Linked DNA regions of Ovis aries: region 1 is linked to region 2. Evidence: chromatin contacts called from public Hi-C data. All regions are on one chromosome and are shown on one strand. The core of a region is the stretch at or near the end of the contact, and the rest is flanking DNA. Distances in the headings are between cores, read along the strand shown.

What was found. A called contact is a pair of places that touch in the nucleus more often than the background predicts.
Region 1: a Hi-C map of liver shows a contact between it and region 2, with 6 times the contacts expected there. The contact joins two enhancer-like sites. A contact is called at or near these places in 7 of 16 Hi-C or Micro-C datasets (liver, mixed tissues, omental adipose tissue and 3 more).

Annotation. Positions count from the first base shown.
Region 1 is chr16:58,333,711-58,339,440 of ARS-UI_Ramb_v3.0, reverse strand. No RefSeq gene overlaps it. Among named protein-coding and RNA genes, the nearest start is that of TRNAC-ACA, 57 kb to the right of the region's middle. Within about 2 kb of position 3,585, at least 5 of the 54 cell types and tissues checked have an H3K27ac peak or open chromatin away from gene starts, as enhancers often do. A contact at or near this core is called in liver, where this site is marked.
Region 2 is chr16:58,616,775-58,622,295 of ARS-UI_Ramb_v3.0, reverse strand. All of the region lies in intron 8 of ANKH (ANKH inorganic pyrophosphate transport regulator), which reads right to left. Among named protein-coding and RNA genes, the nearest start is that of OTULIN, 71 kb to the left of the region's middle. Within about 2 kb of position 1,730, at least 18 of the 54 cell types and tissues checked have an H3K27ac peak or open chromatin away from gene starts, as enhancers often do. A contact at or near this core is called in liver, where this site is marked.

The sequences.
Region 1 (5,730 bases), core at 2,336-4,835, 280 kb after region 2:
CCCAGTCCGCTCGCTGCTCTGACAGGCCAATAATCAGGAGATGAGATGCTGAGACAGGAAAAATGACTTTATTCAGTGTCCAAGAAGATGCTGGGTACATTAGAGTACCATCTTACTGGGGTCTGGATGTCAGTCTTTTTTAATAGGACAGAGAAGAGAAGGAGACGAGGAAGTAAAAAGACCATTGAGTGGCCTGCCGTGTCCCACTCTTTGTGACACCATGGACTGTCTAGCCCACCAGGCTCCTCTGTCCATGGGATTTTCTAGGCAAGAATACTGGAGTGGGTTGGCATTTCCCTCTCCAGGGGATCTTCTCCACCCAGGGATCAAACTCAAGTCTATTGCATCTCCTGCACTGGCAGGCAGATTCTTTACCACTGCAACACATGAGAAGTCCAAGAAGGCCATTAGGCTTGCAAAATATCTCTTGGCTTGGCCAACATCAGAGAGCAAGTGTGTTAATTTCTTTTCTGCAGCCATTCACAGGTGGGCAAGGGCAGAATATCTTCCATGTGCTGAACCAAGACACTTTAACATTCAGGTAGAGTGGCAGGTTCCCTGAGAGAGGCCAGTATGTATGCTTACAGCTATAGACAGAATCCATCTAGTGATTATAATAACAAAAGCAAGAAAAGGCAAAGGTTAAAGTAAAGTCCACAGATACAAAATAGAGTCAGATTTTGCTGTTCCCTGTTACCGTTAGAAAGACTTTTAGGATAGAATCAAGAGCTTGATGACTCTTGGAAAGTGAGGAATGAAAGAAAGGGAGGAATCTAGAATGTAGTCAGTGACATTTATCTAACCAAGTTTTACTAAACTCTCACTACATCATAGATTATTGGCTGACTTGAGTCCACAATGGTGGAGAGGATAAACCGGGCCCCTTCTCTCACTAATATCAAGTCAGATGAAGATGAAAAACAACTAATTACTTATTTAAAGTGAAGTGAGATAAGTGTGATAGTGGTGGAATGTCTTTCAGATTGTTTTCTTCGTGTTTGCTAGTACTTCTTACCAACCAGAAAGTCCAGAAGATAGAAAAGATGCTAAGTCTGGTTTTGGACATGTTGAGTTTAAGGTGGAATACACAGAAAATAATATGTTATTTCCTAGTGCCATATACATATATACGGGGCTTCCCAGGTAGCTCAGCTGGTAAAGAATCCACCTGCAATGCAGGAGACCTTGATTCAATCCCTGGGTTGGGAAGATCCGCTGGAGGAGGGCATAGCAACCCATTCCAGTATTCTTGCCTGGAGAATCCCCATGGACAGAGGAGCCTGGTGGGCTATGGTTCATCAGGCTTAGTCGACTGAGCGACTAAGCACAGCACAGCAGCCTACATAAATATACATATATGCACACACATATATGCATACATGAATATATACACATACATATATACGCACATATCTATCTGTGTGTGTGTATATATATATATATGTGGCAGTCACTATTCTAAACTTGGTTTAGTAAAAGTGAATTTTCCCAGTTTAGTATGAAGTAAGTGAAGCAGAAAAAATTACTGGCATGTGTGGAGTACAATTTCTATTAGAAAAAAAGTAGTTTGTAAGAAAAGCAAAAATGCAACATAAAGTATGGGGAAGCAATACAGATTTTGGATGCAATATTTTGCACAGTGATGAGAAAGTATTTCCAGAAAAACATGGTTTTCATTAAGAGCTGAAGGAATGTCCTTGAATAGATGAGAGGTTGTGGGAAGTGGTAGATGAAGAGAGAGTTTGGCCATTGCTAGGAACAGAGGTGGATTATCCACAGTATTTGAATAAACTGTCTGTACCAGACCACCTTACCTGCCTCCTGAGAAATCTGTGTGCAGGTCAAGAAGCAACAGTTAGAACCAGACATGGAACAACAGATTGGTTCAAAATTGGGAAAGGAGTACATTAAGGCTGTATATTGCAACCCTGCTTATTTAACTTATATGGCAAATACATCATGCGAAATGCCAGGCTGGATGAAACACAAGCTGGAATCAAGATTGCCAGGAGAAATATCAATGACCTCAGATACGAAGATGATACCACCCTTGTTGCAGCAACTGAAGAGGAACTAAAGAGCCTCTTGATGAAAGTGAAAGAGGAGAGTGAAAGAGCTGGCTTAAAACTCAACATTTAAAAAAATTAAGGTTGTGACATCCGGTCCCATCACTTCATGGCAAATAAATGGGGAAACAAAGGAAATAGTGACCGACTTTATATTTTTGGGCTCCAAAATCACTGTAGATGGTGACTAGAGCCATGAAATTAAAAGATGCTTGCTCCTTGGAAAAAAAGCTGTGACCAACCTAGACAGCATATTAAAGAGCAGAGACATTACTTTGCTGACAAAGGTAAGTCTAGTCAAGGCTATGGTTTTTCCTGTGGTCATGTATGGATGTGAGAGTTGGACTGTGAAGAAGGCTGAGCACCAAAGAATTGATGCTTTTGAACTGTGGTGTTGAAGGAGACTCTTCAGAATCCCTTGCACTGCAAAGAGATCCAATCAGTCAATCCTAAAGGAAATCAGTCGTGAATATTCATTGGAAAGACTGATGCTGAAGCTGAAGCCCCAATAGTTTGGCCACCTGATGTGAACAACTGACTCGTTGGAAAAGACCCTGATGCTGGGAAAAATTGAGGGCAGGAGGAGAAGGGAACAGCAGAGGATGAGATGGTTGCATCACGTCACTGGCTCGATAGACATGAGTTTGAGTAAGCTCCAGGAGCTGATGATGGACAGGGAAGCCTGGTGTGCTGCAGTCCATGGGGTTGCAAAGAGTTGGACATGACTGAGCAACTGAACTGAAATGAGGAAACAGTATGAAATTTTCTGCAGAAATTATATGTGGAAGCCTATGATCCAGTGATCCTATATCAGGTATATACCTAAAAGAATTAAAATCAGAATCTCAAAGAGATATCTGGACTCCCAGCTTCACTGCAACTTTATTCCCTGTAGCTAAGATGTGGGAACAGCCTAACATCCATTGATGGATGAATGGATAAAGGAAAGGTGATAGATACATACAGAGAAATATTACTCAGGCTTGAAAAATGGAAATCCTGCTGTTCAAGACAACATGGATGTACCTGGAGGACATTATGTTAGTGAAATAAACCCATCACAGAAGGACAAATGCTGCCTGATTCCACTTAGATATTGAAAATGATCAGCTGATAGAGACAGAATAAAATGGTGGTGGGGGAGAGGCTTGCAGGGGGAATGGGGCATTTTGTTCAACAGGTATGAAGCTTTGGCTACACAAGATGAACAAGTTCTGGAGATCTGCTGTACCATGTGATTTGCAGGGCTAACAGGACTGTGTTGTCCGCTTGGAGACTTGTTGAGAGGGTAGACCCCATGTTAAGTGTTCTAGACACAGAGAAGGGTGGGGGCTGGGAGGAAGAGTGCAGGAGAAAACTTTTGGAAGCAATGGTTTCACAGGTATATGCATGCCTCCTAAGTCATCTAAATGTGTATACTGAAAAGAAGTCTTAAAGGGAAGACAAAAATACTGAGGGATTTTATACATCCCTAGCTTGTCGTTTGGGTATATATTTGAGGAACAATGTTGCCCTCTAGTGTTCAAGCTCTTTTGTTTTGTTTTCACACTAGAGAGATGGCAAGGGCTTCCCTGGGGTCTCAGACAGCAGTGTCTGCCTGCAATCTGGGAGACCCAGGTTCTATCCCTGGGTCATGAAGATCCCCTGAAGAAGGGAATGGCAATCCACTCCAGTATTCTTGCCTGGAGAATCCCAAGGACTGAGGAGCCTGGCAGCTACAGTCTATGGGATCGCAAAGAGTTGGACACGACTGAGTGACTAACACAGAGAGAGGTGGCAAAGGGTGCAAGTGTGACTGCAAAGACATAGCAACCTTGTTAATTCAGGTCTCTGCGGCATTTTTGATCAAGGTTTTTAACTTGAGCAAAGATGAAAACATTACTCATGTTTTCTCTTGCTTACTCGTAATAGTCCATTAATTGGAAGAAACCTGGAAAATTTCAGTGTGCACAATGGCGTAAAGCTTGCATAGTCCAGAGTAGACTGTGCTAAGGAAGCTCAGTTCATCCAAGGTCTGGTGACAGCCACACGGTTCACCTAGTTTCCAGGCATTTCTAAAATGTTCAGAGTTTCCCTTAGCCCTACTCGGTAGGTATACGATACACACACGCGTGTGCGCTTATGTACACACACACACACACACGGCACAATTTCATGCTCAGTATGTGTAACTTGGAATTTTTAAAGGCTTTGTTTATTTTCTTGTTACTGGCATATAGCTGCTTCACAATATTGTGTTAGTTTCTGCTGTACAACAGAGTGAATCAGCCCTGTGTATGCAGGTATCCCCTCCCTCTTGAGCCTCCCTCCCACCCCACCCGCCTAGGTCTTTACAGAGCACCGAGCTGAGCTCCTTGCCTTCTATAGCAGCCTCCCACTAGCTGCCCATTTTGCACGTTAGTGCATATGCATCAATCCTAACCACCCAGTTTGTCCCACACTCCCCTCCCCTGCTGTATCCACATGTTTGTGGATTTTTACCGAAACCATTCTTTCAAAACAGATATCTTAAACTAAAGTATTTTTAAACCTTTTCCCCACCCCGCCTCCTCTTGCTCTGAGTAATGATCAGATACATTTTTGTTTTGAACTCACAAGAATGCTGTCTTTTGGGAAAACAAAGTCAAGAGAATGAAGGCAGGATAGTAATGCTGTTTTCCCCTTTATAAATGGAGAAAAAATGCATATGAATTTAAAAAAAAAGACAACATACAGTTAGTGTTGGTTGGTAGTATGTGCCTCGCCTTGCCTCATTTAAAAAATTTCTCTAGAAGTTGGGAACATCCAGGGCCTCTTTGGACTGCGAGAAATTCTGTAACACAAAATGGACACTACGGACAGGCAGACACATCTGGCTGAGTCTGGGACTTGCTAGTTCTCCCTGAGATGTATCTAACCTCTCTGAGTCTCAATTTATGCAAAATAGGAACAGTAATCCATCTCCCAGAGGCATAACATTAAATGGGATAAAGTGTGTGAAAGCGCTTAGAACAGTAAACGTCAGCATGAACAAAGGAGACGTGACATAAAAAATGCACCACAAATTCTTTACAATACTGTTTTGCTATCAAGTAAAATAAGCTACTCCAGAACCAAATTAGAAAGATTTTTACCTTTGGAATCATTTTCAGCAATGATATATCAGTATACAGTCTAAATCCCAAAGCAAATTCTGTAAGCCAAACTGTCGAGCCCTCTCTCTGTCTCTTGCGGTCAAAGCAGTCATAACTTTGTTCTTTGTACTGTGCCTCTGATTCTTCTCTGCTCCTTCCAAAATTGCCTTGAAGCTATTGCCAAAGTTGTGAATCATTAATAAAATCCAGGGTGAACCCTCTTCCTGTAAATATTATTGCTAAAAGGACTATTTAGAAATTTCTTTTGCCTGTTAATTTGCAACAATCTTAATCAATTGTTTGAGATAATCTTCCTGTCAAAACTGGCCTCCTGTCTTGCCTGTTTTTGTTATTCTGGGTGGACTTTGAACCAAACTTTCCTTAACTAAAAATTTTCTTTGAGTATGATCTTCAGTCAACGTGGGACAGGACTCCAGGCTATCAGCCTGATCTGATGTAATGGACCTCTCCCCAACAGCCTCCATTCTTGGAACTCATGAGAATTCCAGCATGTGAGGGATGAGATTGGAGATCACCCTTCTCACCAACCA
Region 2 (5,521 bases), core at 481-2,980:
TCCGACTCTCTGTGACCCCATGAACTGCAGCACGCCAGACTCTTCTGTCCTCCACCCTCTCCCAGGTTTGCTCAAATTCATGTCCGTTGAGTCGGTGATGCTACCATCTCATCCTCTGCTGCCCCCTTCTCTTTCACCTTCAATCTTTCCCAACATCAGGCTCTTTTCCAGTCATGTCATTTAACCCTTATCCCAACCCCAGGATCGTGGCATTATGGAATGGGGCCAGGAGTTCGACCCTGGCTGTGGGGACTCAGAAGGGTTGCTCCCCCACGTTTCTGGGGTGTCTGAAGGCGCTCAACTGGCCAATGGCAGCCAGTACCCAGAGACTGAGAGGGCCACCAAGTGAGAAAGTCTTAACTTCAGCACTTTCGGTCCTTTTCGTCCCTACCCCACCCCGCCCCCATCCACAAGAGGTCCTTCTCTTCTCCTGGATAATCTGAACAATGAGAAAGCAGTCTCGGGGCGCGGGGGTGGGGAGCCAGCAGAAACAAAGCCACAAACAGGCCGCCCTTGTTGGCGACACAGACAGGACCAGGATGGCACCAAGACTGGGATAAGGCTCATAGTGTTCACCACCCCAGCGGCCGAGGGGTGGCTCGTGGGTCCAGTGCAGCCACAGGAGTGAGCCTGGGTCACCCTCAAGAACTGACCTTTTTTTTTTCGGTTTTTGAAGATTTTTTGATGTGGATCATTTTTGAAGCCTTTATTGAATTTGCTATAATATTGCTTCTCTCTAGGTTTTGCTTTTTGGCCCTGAGACATGTGGAATCTTAGCTTCCTGACCAGGGGTCTAACTGGTACCCGCTACACTGGAAGGTGAAGTCTTAGCCACTGAACCACCAGGGAAGTCCTGAACTGATCTTTTAACTCTGAGCACAGGAGGTCGTCCTATGGGATGGTGGTTTTTGCTCTTCCTTAGCTCAGATTTCGCACCTTTCCAGCACCTATGAGAAGGACTCAGGGCTGAATGCTTGGCTGAGATGCAGCTCTGACTAGAGGGATGCGACTAAGAAAAGGGGATTCTTGCTGTGCTCGTTGGACGCTGACATGTGTGGATGCAGACACATCCTATCCTGTGAAGCCACAACAGAGAAGTAACGTGCAGACGAGAGCACGTGAGACTGTCCATTATATTTGTTGCTCAGTTGCTTGTTTGTGTCTGACTCTGCGACCCCATGGACTTCTGCACGCCAGGCTTCCCTGTCCTTCACTATCTCCTGGAACCTGTTTGAACTTATGTTCATTGAGTTGGTGATGCCATCCAGCCATCTAGTCCTCTGTTGTCCCCTTCTCCTCCTGCCTTCAGTCTTTCCCAGCATCAGGGTCTTTTCCAGTGAGTCGGCTCTTTGCATCAGGTGGCCGAAGTATTGGAGGTTCAGTTTCAATACAATATGGACATGGAAACAGTGGGGCTCATCTTGAACTGCTAGATGCAAAACTGCTCCTTTTTAAAAAAATCTTTTTCATTGGAGTAGAGTTGCTTTATACTGTTGTGTTAGTTTCTGCTGTATAGCAAAGTGAATCAGCTCTATAATCCCCTCTTTTTTTGGATTTTCCTTCCCATTTAGGTCACCACAGAGCACTGAGTAGGAAAACTGATCCTTACATGATGAAAAAGTCCCCTAGCTGGGGAAACTGAGGCTGTAACAGGCAGGGCTGGGCGAGCCTCCAGGCCTGTGACCGGTAGGCCAGGCATTTTCTGATGTTTTCCACTGGCAGTCGCCCTTAGCTCAGCTGTGCAGGCCTTGCAGGGAGCAGGTGGCTGGAGCTGGCCTGGCAGGATTAGAGGTGCTATAAATACTACCACTGTCAGTGAGCTTGCTGCCTTTCAAAGGTGGTGGCCCCTTGGGAGGTGGGGCAGAGAGGACGCGGCAGAGTGGAGTCATCTGCATCTGTGGGATTTGTGCTTCTCAAGGACTCACTTACTGTGAACAGCAGAAGCAGCATTTCAAGATTAGCTGAAACTCCCCACAAGGGATTATCTCAGTGTGTCCCAGAGGAAGACGCTGATGGAGTGGGTGTTTTTGACTGCTTCTTTCTCTGATGGAAAGCCTTTTTGCTTTCTTTCCCACAGGGAGGGTCCCTCTGAGGCCCTGAGGTTCTGAAGCTTTAGGACACAAATGTTTTAAATGTCAAGCCTCCGCCCTTTAAATTCTGCGGTGGCCACCACCCCCCGGACGGCATGTGATTTCCATGCTGGCCTTGGCAAGACGAGACAGGCACCTATCAGTGTTGCAATTCCAAGTTTGATTTCTACAGAGCACATGCTCACCTCCTCCCTCTCCAGCAACCTGCCAGCGAACCCCTCCCCAGTGAGGCTGAGCTCGGGAGGCCAGGGACCAAGACAAAGAACAGCCCCATTGGATGGGATCACGGCCATCAGGGAGGGGAACGGCCACTCACGTGGGAGTGACCATGTCCTGTTAAGCTCACAATAACCAGGGAAATTGAAAAAAAATGAAATAAAGAGATTTCAAAATTTGTGAGAAAGAGGCAAGGAAAATAAAATAAAACCAGAGTTTCTGAAAGGAGCTGGAATGCTCTCGAAAGAGAAATTCCTGCCCACCTGCCACAACTAGAAAGGAGAACAGGTGGTCCCCAGGCTGCTCTTGGGGGGGAGGGAATGTGCCAGGCGAGGAGGAGGTATCTGCTGTCTCCCTGCCTTGGTCTGCCAGCTCTCAGGCTCTCTCTTTCCCAGTTCCTGGGAGGTGAGCCCAGATGATGTCTAAGAACTACCACCTCCAAGGGCTGGCAATCTCATGGACGAATAAGGTCAGGAGGGTCAAGCCCAGATGGGTGCAAGTGCTGAGATCCAGAAAAGAGCTTTAAACAAATATGTTCAAGGTAAGAAAAGGAAAGGGAAAGAACCACTAGGGTCCAAGGATACATTCAAAAACGGCTCTGAGTTTGCCGTTTCCATGAAGGAGGGTCACCTTAAAACAGGTAAGCAAACATGGTTAAAAGGGATTTGAAGACCAAAAGTAATGAGAGGCAGCGAAGCATTTTGTCTGTTCAAGTCCCAAATTGCTAACAGCATCTGGACTGAAAACACTCATAGACGTAGCAGAAAAAGTGATTGCAGAGATTCTAGGAGCTCGAGGTAGGCAAATCCCCTGAAGATGGATTTGAGAAGGGGCCAGCCCCCTACCACCGTGGGACTAGGACTTACCAGCTCTTGTGTTTCCCCTTCTAACTGTGCTACCCGGCTAAAAGAAAAAACCTATGTAGCCTTAGGCTGCATTGATGAGAATTATAAAGTTAAAACCAGACCAATTTACTCCTTTAGCTCAGGTCAGACCTAATTTGGAGTTTATGCTCCATGTTCTCAGAGGAGAACCAACAGGGACAATTCAAAGAGCAGAACCAAAACACCGCAGGGTCTGGAAGTCAGGCTGTTAAAAGGTATTGAGCTGGGCTTTGGCTAGTTGAAAGGCTGCCACGTGGAAGGTGGATTAGATGCACCCTGTGGCAAAGGGTGGGCTTCCCCTGTGGCTCAGCAGGTAAAGAATCTGCCTGCAAGGCAGGAGCCACAGGAGACGCGGGTTCGACCCCTGGGCTGGGAAGCTCCCCTAGAGAAGGAAATGGCAACCCACTCCAGTATTCTTGCCTGGAGAATCCCATAGACAGAGGAGCCTAGTGGGCTACAGTCCATGGGGTTGCACAGAGTCGGACACGACAGTGGGCACGCAGGCATGTGGCAAAGGACAGAGAGATGAGGATGATGCCCCATCAGCCCTTCATCTGGGGGGCGTTACGTCACCACCTCCTCCCTGCCTCCCAGGGAGTCGGATTCTAACTACTTCTACAGTTTTGATTCTGCAGGGACCTACTGGTTTCCGCAGCAATCATTTTGTTATTATGACAGTGCGCTTTACACGTGTATTCGGTCAAAAAATAATTACTGGGCACCTGTCCCATGCCAGGCACTATGGGCATATATTGGATTGGTTAATAAGTTTGTTCAGGTTTTTCCATCCAATGTTATGGAAAAACCTGAATGAACTTTTTGGCCAATTCGACACAATGGCGAACATGGCAGAGGCGATGCCAGCCTCATGGAGTCCCCGTGACTACAGAGCACGGTGTCGAGATGGGGGCTCAGGGACAGCAGCGGCCGCAGGGCGTGGGAAGCCGGCTGACCACATCCAGTCCCAGTCCCAGGTGCTGGACGAGGAGGTGGAGAGAGGGTTTCAGGCAAAAGGGACAACATGGGCAGAAGCTTGGGTGAGAGAACACACACAGTGACCCTTCAGTCCCAAGAGCTCTGGGCGGCTGGAGTGGGCAGCAGGGTGTTGAGATGGGCCTGGTGCTGTATGTTTCAGGTTCGAGTTTACATTGGTACCAGGGAGCCAGTATGCTGTCCACTCCATGAGGACTGGTTTGGACGCGATGTGCGTGGAGCCCCCCTGGGAGCTGTGGTTCCAGAGGAGGGGGAGCTATATGAGTAGAAACAGGGATGTGCTTAGTTGCTCAGTCATGTCTGACTGTTTGCAACCCCATGGACTGTAGCCCGCCAGGCTCCTCTGTCTATGGGGATTCTCCAGGCAAGAATACTGGAGTGGGTTGCCACGCCCTCTTCCAGGGGATCTTCCCAACCCAGGGATCGAACCCAGGTCTCCCTCACTGCAGGCAGATTCTTTACCAGCTGAGCCACCAGGGAAGCCCAAGAATCCTGGACTGGGTAGCCTATCCCTTCTCCAGGGGATCTTCCAACCGGGGTCTCCTGCATCGCAGGTGGATTCTTTACCAGCTGGGCTACCAGGGAAGCCCAGAAAGAGGACTATGAGGTGGCGAATGGAGAAGAGGGAGGTCCCAGGGGTGTTTAGGAGGAGGCCAAGACAGGGCTCTGTGCCTGAGTGGACCTCAGGATGAGGAAGATGGCCAAGCCAGGGAGGAGTCCAGGCTTCCGGTTCTGGCAACTCCAGGCAGAAGTCCATGCTGGTCACTGAAGCAGGGTAATGGAGAGGAGAAAGAGTGCCAGCCACAAGCACCCTCTGGGACAGGATGGGCTGGCACCCGAGGGAAATCAAAGCACATCTGCGCAAAGGAGGCAGTTAGTATTTGGGTGAGAAGCTCGGGAGACAGATGCGAGGGAAAGATGCTGCTTCAGGAAATCAGCCAGATGGGCAACCAGAGTCACACTCTGCAGAAGGAGGGCTGAGGAGGGAGGAGGTCACTCAGACAGAGGGAGGTGCCCACCTGGAGTGAGGAAGAGGGATATTCCAGCCAGGAGCCTGTGAAGAAAGTGAAAGTTGTGTCCGACTCTTCGTGACCCCGTGGATTGTAACCCATGGAATTTTCCAGGCAAGAGAACTGGAGTGGGTGGCCATTTCCTTCTCCGGGGGATCTTCCTGACCCAGGGATCAAACCCAGATCTCCCACATTGCAGGCAGAGGCTTTACCTCTGAGCCACCAGGGAAGATACTCAGAAAGGAAGGCGGCAAAGCAGCTGAGCGGAGAGCCACCGAAGCCGCAGGAGATGAGCCTAGGTTGTGGATGACGGCCGCCCCAGATACGG